2 separate regions of the Gasterosteus aculeatus genome follow, and region 2 is linked to region 1. A link is a contact called in public Hi-C data. All regions are on one chromosome and are shown on one strand. Each heading gives the region's core, a stretch centred on a gene start, on an enhancer-like site or on the middle of the called end of the contact. The rest is flanking DNA. Distances are from core to core; before and after follow the strand shown. Region 1 holds the start of nrp1a (neuropilin 1a). Region 2 overlaps LOC120811645 (partitioning defective 3 homolog).

What was found. A called contact is a pair of places that touch in the nucleus more often than the background predicts.
Region 2: a contact with region 1 is called in a Hi-C map of whole body, with 2.7 times the contacts expected there. The contact joins the enhancer-like site here to the promoter of nrp1a in region 1. A contact is called at or near these places in 3 of 6 Hi-C or Micro-C datasets (skeletal muscle and whole body).

What each region holds. Positions count from the first base shown.
Region 1 is chr21:8,713,269-8,719,055 of fGasAcu3.hap1.1, forward strand. It overlaps nrp1a (neuropilin 1a), which reads right to left and starts at 3,877. Exons shown (of 18, transcript XM_040167066.2): 1 at 3,239-3,877; 2 at 1,472-1,894; 3 at 62-236. The coding sequence starts at 1,538.
Region 2 is chr21:9,103,269-9,108,502 of fGasAcu3.hap1.1, forward strand. All of the region lies in intron 2 of LOC120811645 (partitioning defective 3 homolog), which reads right to left. Among protein-coding and RNA genes, the nearest start is that of trnaw-cca, 10 kb to the right of the region's middle. Within about 2 kb of position 1,998, at least 6 of the 9 cell types and tissues checked have open chromatin away from gene starts, as enhancers often do.

The DNA.
Region 1 (5,787 bases), core at 2,627-5,126:
ACAAACTCTATTTATTTTTTTACACATCCTTTTTCCATAGAAAATATTGGGGTGTACTTACTTGCACTCCCGGTCCTCCAGATCGAAATGCGGATTGAAGTTGATGAGTATCCGCTGGTGTGGACCAGGCGCGGATATCACCCACACGCATCTCTGGGAAGGGGTGTAGGATTGGGGGTATCCGGGCGAGGTGAGGTAGTTGGCGGTTGAGATTCTGATGTTGCCTCCACATTTATCTGCCGAGGAGAGAAAAAAAAGGTCTTTAAGGAAATAAAAGACATATTTCACAACGTGATGCCCCAAATACAATAGCTATATTCTAGCGGTCGGTAGCATGATGTATATATGTATATAGAGAGAGCGAGAGAGAGATAGTGGGTTATCTATATATGTGAAACCTTAGGACAGTGTCCGAGAAACTTTTCAGTTTAATTTTTTCAGTTTAATTTATCGATATATCGTTTACAGAGTCGAATTGGTCAAGACAAGCAAAGGGTATGCAGCGACTAACTGACACACATCGTACATGCATATTGGTATTTAGTAATAATTTGAATTACTATTGTTTATGGTTAGTTAATACGGAGCAGCCTTGCAGTGGCGCACTGAGATAAAGGAGCATCGAGATAAAGGAGCAGTCCCTCATATTATAATAAGATACGGAGCAGCTTTGCGAATCGTATAAATGCTATTAAAAAGTGTAATTGGAGAGTTGTTCCTCTGAAGAGTTTCACCATAAAAGGGAATTATCCTTTGTTTTTTTCAGAGGGCCACAAGTCGCATTCATCTTTATTCGGGCACGTTTTCACTAATTAAAAATGAAAGCTGCTACCGAGTGTTTCTCTGATACATACACGCACCTCTTGAAGATCAATTAAATCGAAAAAATAAGCGTGGAACGAAAGCGCCAAATAGAAAGGAAACGGGAGCTGAAGAGAACAGAACAAGGGGAAGTTGCGTAAACCGGGGATTTGGGCTGACTTTTTGAACTTCACTAACACACCCTGCTTGTTAACCGATAGCTGCCCCCACAAAACGGGATACAATCGTTCTCTCAAAGGAAGTTTTAGGTTACAAGCATCACGATGGACTGTTGGTTGCATAAATACGAATTAACAACATTATTTGGGATATTTTGAGGGCATCACGGGTAATGAAAAAATCCATGAAGTGAAAATATTATGGGAGGGATATCATGAATACAAGGTGTACACTAAAAAAGAAAAACAATTAAATAGGACCACGACGAACACTGGTCACCATTAAACAATTATTAAATTAAAGTCTCCGCTGAAATATAATAAGAGGGATTTCCGCGGTGTTGGCGGAATGGGCAGGTGAGCGCTGTGCGACTTTGTCAAAAGATCAGCGCTGATCCGAGCAGACTAATCTTTCAGAAAAATATTGGGATTAGAAGCTTTGCAGAGTACACATACGCTTTATTTATATAGATATCAGATATCACACTTACCGTTTTTGAAAGCCTTGACCACCAGAAGGATTCCCATGAACAGGATCAAGACTAATCCACAATGCATCCTTGTTTCCTCACCCCAAAAATTAAATTACGCATACAAAAAAGATTTTAAAAAACTCCGTTAACGAAACTCCTCCGGCAGGTTCCTGCAGCGAGTACTGTTCTCTCGACAAGGACTAAAATAAAGTAAGAGCGTCTGTTAAATAAAACGAAGTTAGAAGTGTAGGAGCTCCGGTCGCTGGCATCCTGTCATTCAGCTCATTTTTCCTCTCGCCTGTGCCGGTTGCGCTCCTCTCTCCAGCGCGCACCGTGCCATATCCCTCCCGGAGAGGTGGAAGAAGAAATGGCCTCACTCTCCGTTGATGGTGTTGCGTTGTTACTCCGTCAAACGGTGCCCGAGCTGGAGCTAATCCTTGGCTGTGGGAGGCAAAAGAGATAGGCGGAGGTGTGAGCGGGTTTTGAGAGGAATACGCGCTTGCATGCGGCCGCCTTGCGCTCTGGACATTCCCCGGGTGTGTCTTTGCGCCCTGCCTCTGAAACGAACACGGTTTATAGAAAGGCACGGACACAACTCCCCATAGCAAACAAAAGTGTGAGGACTCAGAGTGCGGGACTCGGAGGGGATGATGATGGGCGTGATGACAAATAGTCGACCTATGTGAGTAAAGCCCCGTGTCTTTATGTGTAAGACGAGCCGCACACTGAGTCACAGAGTACCAGCAGTCCGTTAAGTGACATGACTCTCTCTCTCTCTCTCTCTCTCTCTCTCACCCCCTTTCCCTCCCTCTCTCTCTCTCTCTCTCTCTCTCTCTCTCTCTCTCTCTCTCTCTCTCTCTCTCTCTCTCCGTCACTCTTTCTTTATCTATACCCCCTCCCCTCCCATCCCCTGTCTTCTTTTACAAAAATAAGCTATCGTGATATAGATTAACAGAACATGACTCATATTAAAAAACATCATTTGGGATAACAACGTGTATCAAATATTATATCTATAGGAAATATACCACTTAACCAAAGATCGTAAATCATAGAGTAAACAATTCTAAATGCCGATTACAATGGATAGGGGTTCTTTGTTTTAGGTCTCCTCCGCAGCTTTTATCTGATCGTGATCATTTTATGTGACACACTGAATTATCTATGCAGGGAACTTCTTTTTTGCGTCTCCTTAAACACGGATCCTCCAGCCGCTCGGAATGAATCGTATCGGCAGTGCTCACAATAGGCCCGGTTTGTTCTGTGTTTTCCACAGAAACTAAATAACAGAAAGTGTCCCCCCTCTACACCTTTAAAGTTTATTTTATGCAGCGACAGCTGTTCAGATGTGCCGATTTCCTGCCCCACAACAGTGACACCATTTAACCGACACTCGGATATTCAGGGGAAATCAATTAAAGCGCACATTTATGTAGCCTTGCGTCATTTACTCAAGGCTGCCCTGGGTCACTCTGCACACGGACACACACGCACGCACGCACGCACGCACGCACACAAACACACACACACACACACACACACACACACACACACACACATACACACACACACACAAAGGAACAGAGCAGCAAATACTTCTCCCGCATAAACACAACTAATCAAAGTTTTAAAAATGAACGATTTCATTTGATTAGTATTCAAGCCAAATAAATAAATACAATTTATTTATATTTGTAAAATCGTGGGAAAGTGGAGATAATCTATCATCGGATCAGTGCTTTCTTACGCAGAGGTATTTCATTAAATAAAAACTGCTGCATTCACCTGCGTTTTGAGGACTCGCAAAGCCGCAAGCATCCAGCCCTCCTCTCTCTACCTCCAACATGCGTGGAGGAGCAGAGTGCTGCTATGATCCGACAGGCTTCCCTTCGGATTCTGTTCAAATGACACTAGATCTTCTCCAGAGACTCACAAAAGCAAGTTACCTCCCCCCCGCCCCCTCCCTTTTCGTTGTACGCCGAGGGAGAACCACAGCGGAGTCTAGTTCGGTCCTCGGTCGCCACCGCGCAAAGACGCACAGCCGACAGCTGGCCACTCGCTCTCCTCTCCGCGCACAGACTAGTCTCCTCCGCGGCGCTGATCTCTCCAGGACTCTCTTCTTGTTTCGCCCCCTTTCTTTCGGCGCTGTCTCAAGAGAAATCCGGCCAGTGTGGTGGTAAAAATAGGCAGTTCCTAAAATACCAGAGGGACCGAAAAAATCAAAATAATGTAGATAAACGGAAAAGTCCTGGTTGATCTGCCGCAAGTTGTTTCTTCCACTTCGCCCGGTTCTCCGCGCGCCACCGCTCTCGGCTCTTCCGCTGAAGCAAATGCAGAAGGTTTGAGTCGCTGGCAGCGCCACACGCCCCTTTACGAGGGATGAGTGCGCGCGCGTGGTTGTTTACGGGCGTGCGCGTGCGCAGGCGTGTGTCTGTGTGTGGAGCGGGTGTCTCCGGCATCGTGCTGCGGATACCCCCAGCTTCCTCTCTTTATTCTGTCAGCCTCCAGCTTTTTTGGACGCATCAGAAATACACATTTGATTAAAAAAAAAAAACTAGCCCGATGGCGTCTTCAAGCGTGTCACAAAGCATGCAATGAGTAAATAACTCATCTGTGATTTAAGTCTACCTCTCTTTGCTGTGTCAGCATGTTTTATCGTGTCTTTATTTATTGTCTTTTATTGCAGGGTTTTCATCCATGTTAGTAATTGTTTATTGAATTGGACAGTTTTTAAAGGCGGTGTAGAATTTAAAGCCCACTTTGCCCTTTGACTCTTGCAATCAGAACCCTGATGACTAATCACTAATCCCCTGCACCTCCATAAATTTCAGACAGTCGACTGGGCCAATCCGTGGTGAGGAGCAACTCCCCTCCTACCTGAGGATATTTCAAAGAGGTCTATAGTTGAGCCCTTTTGCACCTCAGTGCCATCCTGTTCTCATGTCACCTCAAAAGCTCTTCAGCTATGGCTAGGGTTTAGGGACAGGGTTGAGATGTGGTGTTACGTCGCCCGAGTTCCAACTGACCGTATTGCCTATTGATGCTCAGGACGCAGTAACAAAAAGAGACGATATGACATGGGGGCAGCAGCAGGAATAAGTATCTTTCCCCCACTAGTATACCTTTGGGAGATATTAAGCACTCTACCACATGAGGCCCAGGTATCCATGGTGGTCGGAGAGGACTGGTTGGGAGTCTGTGGACCACAACAGCAGACCCCAATGAGGGCCGCAACACTTAAGCAGACAACCAGTGGTTCATCCCCCTTTTTTAATTGGACCTTTAGAATTGTTCCTCATTGCGCTGGATTTATTTCAGCTTCCCGTTCACAGCACTCATTAGCACTGTGAGTTGTTTTGTGGAATTTTTAAAGGCACTGTTAAACTCGATAAAAACAAAAAGTTCCTGTACAAATATAAGAATATCATAGAGCTAATATGAGCTGATGCCTCTGTTTTCTGGGGGGCTGTAGGTGCCCATGGGACCCACACTGTTTTTCCGTGAACATACAAGCAGTTCTCTGTTGTCAATCAGTCTTTCTGTCTTTTTTTCTTTTGTTGACAAATGCAGCCAGCCTCATGAATGACAACATATGCCATTTTGACCAAAATGTCCTCATGAGGAGAAATATTTGGTATCAAAAACGATTAAAACACGAACAACAGAAACTGTTGAATGAGTCCCACATGACAGTTGTGAAAGAAAAGCCTCTTTTGAGTGAGTGGTCCCCACGGTTTGATTAATTAATGACCGATCCTAGACGTGTGTATTCCCAAAACCTCCTTTTTGAATTTTTTGAACATGTTTTGATTTAAAATAGGTGGGCAACGTACAGTATAGTGCAAAATGAAAATGAAAATGTTAATTTGTTACTTGAAAATAAATACATGACATTGTACAACTCTTCAGAAAGGGGAAGGGAAACAAAGAATAAAAGTCCCCTCCATTCCGCGTCTCTAACGAGGGTCAGAAGCCCGCACTGCTGAAGGACTTCTCTGTTGCTTTCTCAATCCACTACAATAACTGGAGGGTTCCAGCTACAGGTCAACGTGCCTGGCACCCTTCTGCCCTGTAGGGGGCATCAGTGCTGAGAAGTTGCTCTGTAAGAGAGCCACCCTCTGCTCCTCACCCGCTCACCTGACTCAATCACACTATTCAGCGTAAACTTCCCTCAGACTTCCCATGGGTCTGCATCGTATAAACCGCTGTGTCTCCCTTTGGAGGAAGGCATGGAGCACTGTTGATTGAGGAGGTCGACATGCTTTGAGCGCATTGAGACGTCGAAAGGATTTTGTGATACAAAAGAGCAAGAAATGCCTCAATCCTTACGAGAG
Region 2 (5,234 bases), core at 748-3,247, 390 kb after region 1:
CCGCCAGACTCAGCTAAGTGAGAGGCAAGGCCCGCGCTCCACTCACATCGAGTTTCTTCCCTTTATCCCGTGTTGCTTTGTTCTGTTCTCTTTGCTGGGATATATATATTTTGTAGGTCTTCCATTTTTTCTGTTTCTTTGCTTCTTTGATTTAACTCAAAACGTTTCTTTTCCTTTTGCTCAAATACATTAATCAGGGCATGTGAGTGTCTTTAGGTCAAAAGTGTTAGTAAATACATTTCAGCAAGGCCCCCACATAAAAAGCATCAAAACATATGGACATTTCAAAATCAATATGGTCAATTAAATCTTAGAAGCCTGGTTCGATTTGTGTGCTCACAGCTTTATTCAAACAACACACCCTAACCAGCCCGCTCATATCACCTGTAATCAAGGCCCTGATCAACAATGCTCAGGTGGACTTTACTCCCCCATTTCTCTATAAAAATAACAGCTGCAGTTACTTTAAATGGATGCATACAAAATCATCAGAATGGAGGAAAAGATCCTGCGCTTAACATGCATCCACCCAAAAGTTGAAATAAAACTGGCCTGTAATAAACCAACACAGTCTAAAACAGACCAAAGACTATTTGAGAGCCAATTTTCAGACATAACCTTAGGGTGACTTTGGCTCTGTGAGGGTAATTACATATAGTTCCGAGAGAAGTAGTCAAGTGTTGAAAACCGGCGCTCATGGTCTGGAAACCCTTGAGACAAAAGCTGTAGAGGAATACTTGTCATGCAGAAGAGACCCTCGCTTGGTTTAACAAGGAGCTGATAGGCAGCGGAGTAAGAGAGAAATAGGTCTATATTCAAAATAATAACCAATTGATGGTAGATTGAAGTTTCCTGCTCAAGATTGCAGCCGCTGTTGAACTGGCTGGGACTTTGTATAAGTAATTTCCCAGCAGACGACTGTGATGGAGAGTCGCACAGAGAATGCTCTGTTGCCCTCATGAGGCGAGCGGGAGAAAGACTCTGATGTGGTTTCTTTGTAGCTCAATGCAGCCACACTGACAGAGAAGCGGGGATAAAAAGCAAAAATGTGATCTCTTTGCCTGGATCTCTGTCTGATGCCAGTGGGAGCAGCGCTCGCTACATGAGGATAATAGAGGAAAGAGACTCCTTTGTTATCTTAGTGCTCCGAGGGACACCCCTCCGGGGCTCTTTGGGAGGCCAACGGGATCCGAGTCGGGGGCCTGTATCTGTCACCTCAGTTTAGGGACTGTTTAATGGCGGCTGACCCAAATCGGCTCCCTGGAGGCGATCCCGGGCTCCTCCACAGGACTTCACTGCTGCACATAATAAGCTTGTATGGCAAAATATCCAGACACTGGAACCTAAGCAGCCCTGACAGCTGTCAACCGGGACAAATGTCCTCCTGCATGATACAAGGATGGTAGTGTAGACTGTGTGTGTGTGTGTGTGTGTGTGTGTGTGTGTGTGTGTGTGTGTGTGTGTGTGTGTGTGTGTGTGTGTGTGTGTGTGTGCATGGTTGTTTTTCGACAGAGGCGTGTAAATGTGTGTGTGTTTTTCTGTCTGTGTGGGCCCCTCCACTTTTCTTTCTCGTTTTGGCACTGCCAATCCCCGGCTTGAGTTAAACGCCCCGCCATTTCCAGACAGTATGCGGGCGAGTCGACGCCATGTCGGGAACAATTTGGCGTGATGGCAGAAATCTCTTTGTGTAAGGAGGCCTTCATGGGTGAGAAATCGAAAACACATACGTGACTAGCTGGGTGGCCTCTGAGCTGAAAGACACGATTGCTGACATGACGTGATTTCACCTGTTTTACAGGAAACCCCCGTCATAAGATGGAGGAGCCTGCTGCTCTGCAGTATGGAGTGCTTTCATATCTTACCCCAGGCTCAGAGTCCGTGTGTGTCATACTGCATATGCTAATAACCACATAACAACTGGCTAGAGTGTACTACACACACAGCCCAACATACCATGTTCTACTGGTAAATGGAGTAAAATGACACCTGTGGTCCGTCAACAACTCGCCTGCCTCACCTTACATGACTCATTCATTCCAGGGAAGCGGTTGCCAAAGCACACACTGACAACAGGACACACAGTGCACATATAGAGAGGTTGTAGATTGCAACACTGTGTGGTCAGAACAGCAATACTTTCTCCAGATATTTGAACTCTTCCATTCGTCCAAAATATTGTGTGGCTTGTGTGCTCCTGTTGCCGTGTGTGTTGTAAAAACCATTAGACTGTGGTACTTTGGTACACACTGTTTCATCACATTGGTCTTAGGAGAGGATCATTTTGTCAAAAGAGTACAGACCATTATGAGATATGGTAGATCATTTTATATAATATAGCTCACTTCATAGAACGACCTGTACCGGGATACTTCTGATTGATAGATGGTTGGATAGAAATGATTTTCAAGGTTCCATTGCTTTATTTAAACATTATGCACATCCAACAAATGAAATAAGGGTAGAAGAATAATAGAAGAAGACTGAGACTAGCTAATGGTGAAGGCCTGTGCTTCAGCGTCCAATAGAAACAGCACAAAAAGCCCCTCCCCACCGTGAAGGATTGTAACTGCGTAGGTGGGGTAGAGGGAGTTGCTGAAAAAGAACAACAGTGCTCAACAAATCTTCCCCGACTAAGTGAAGTTCAAAACATAAGAACATAATAAACCAGCAACAACAGACAATAAAGACAACAAACCCCCAGAGGAAAATTAAATGGAAAAACTGCTTACTTCCACTAACTGAACAGAGCAGCAGAGGGGGGAGGGGGGGGGGGGGTTCTGCTCCTGCACCGGGTCGTTCAGGTCACAGTGCTGACTCTGGCCGGGGCTAATTACAGCTGACCACCGGAGGGTTTATGGACATGTGGGTCTCTGTCCAAGTGTGTGGTGTTCTTAGGTGAACATACAAATTGGCTGTCTCATCAGAGTGTCTTTTTCATTGACTGCATGCTGGGTGTGGACATTTACACTCTGTGGCCAGGATACGTGTGTGTGTGTGGGGGGGGGGGCTACTAGCTACAAGTACAGTGAACAGAAGCAGGTGCTGGCGGCTGAGAGGAAGCTCGAGAAACTGTCCCAGCCTCATACATCCCTGCACTCTACTGATGCCGCATCGCTGTTACTGAGGGTTGGGGGTTGCTTTAGACTTCACATAGACAGCTATACCACATTTACAACCATCACGTCCACTAGAGAATTAACATCCAGGCTGTGGTGGGCGCAGTTTAGTTCAATACTACAAACAAAAGTGACTTTCAAGACAAAACGTCAATTCGTATGACCGTTTTTCTGTCGCACGTCCTTTGGAAGACATATTTACAAACAGTAGCCGCAGAACTTGCCGTTCATTTGGATCTCAACCTCTCATATGCCAAATTATGTGACACAACCATGCACAGATTTACATAAACACTTGGCAAAAGGCTCAAAACCACTCTGTGGTAGTTTCACGTTACTGTAGGTTATTCCAGGACCACATTGTGCCATAATAACACACACACACACACATACACAACACAATAGCAGCCACATGCTGGTAATTACAAGAGAACAATCAAACACAGGGTAGCATCTGGGTTACAGAACATTTATTTCACACTGGTTGCCATTCAGGATATATCAGTATTTCAGCTGTTGCTTCTGCCGTTAGATTTAAATATTTAATACATCAAATTGTTGTAATTGCGAAATTTGTCCATGAAGTAAGCACCAAAAAGTATTTTCATAAGCACAATGAGGTGACGTATTTTGGTTTGATGGTTTTAACTCTCTGACTCTCCCCCAACAAAACCTTTATCATCCTACTGCATTAAATGGGGCACCGCGGATCCACTTAAGTGTTCAGCAACCACAGCGCTGGTCAACGAATCGTACTAAGTTGGTGAGATGCACAATAAACACGGTACAAATAACGAGTTCACAATGTGTGAGGTGAATACATCGCAGCATCTGAGAGATGAGACAGCCGAACAGACACAATAGCCTTCAGTCTACGCCAAAAGAGGCTACATTCACTCCCAGACGCACACACACACACACACACACACACACACACACACAGCACAGACAAACAGTAATTAGGCTTTGATTTCCCCCGGCAGTGTTCTGGTACCAGGGGGCAGCTGCTGGGACCCTGCTTTAGCCTTGGCTAATTTCACTCACGGCTTGATCTCGACCCAGCACAGGTGCCCAATTGGCACCCGACTGCTGTTGCCATGGTAATGGCAACTTTAGGGGCCAAAAAAATGCCAATTGTCCGAGGAGACAAACCACAAGAGCCATGGATGTAGTTCTCATTAGAAACAGGCCACATTAGCGCAAATGGAGGACGCGGTCAGATATGGAGGGTTTAGTTAGGTCCTATTAGGTTTTCTTGTTTTCCTTTCTTTACTTCATCCGGCTTCCTGGCATTTAGTTTCTGTATAGAAAGCCGTGCCTGTTATTCTGAGGCTGGAATGAATCCCAAAATCAAAAACCGCTGTGCTGCAGACGTGTACAGGCGGACTTGTACACGTCTCCAAATGGGGCTTGAGCGCCTCTCTGTGGTTCACGAGTGTCACTGCGACATCTGTCCAGCTGCAGTTCACGCCTGCACGCACATGCTGTAAAACACGCTAAACTGAACCGCTAATTCAGGGGCTTCTGCCTTAGCGCGCTTCTCCCGGTAATGTTCCCTGAGGATCCCCCCCACTGAACCCCCAGCCGAGCTTGCTTCCTCTCACCTGTCAACAGGGAGATCCAGACGACCAACAGAAGGGACGGGCCGCTCCTCAAATCACCTTCGCTCAGGGTGAAAACTCTAGATGCCACCTTGCACACTAAGCACGCTTACACGTTATATGAGCATCAGTCAAGTGAAAAAGGTTAATGGTGGTTGAAGACGGAGGGGGGAGGTGGGGGCAGTTTATAGAGAGAAATAGTTTGGGAAGTCACAAAGAACACTGCTTACATTGAACATTGAGCGTAATTGTCACATTTGCGATACTGTTGAAAAATTCACCTCATTCCTCAACACTTCTAAAGGCTATGATGTCATCGCGGGCAGACGTGCTAATTGGTCGTTTGCAATGTAATTTGGTATTTAAGCTTGATGTGTTATCCTCAGACTGAATCTAATTATACATTTTGCTTAAGCAAAGATTTCACGTCTGAGTCCCGTAGAGAGGTTATCGTGTTGTACACATCCATTAGTCTGAACTGGATGCTGTACCATGATGTAAATACAAACACATTACA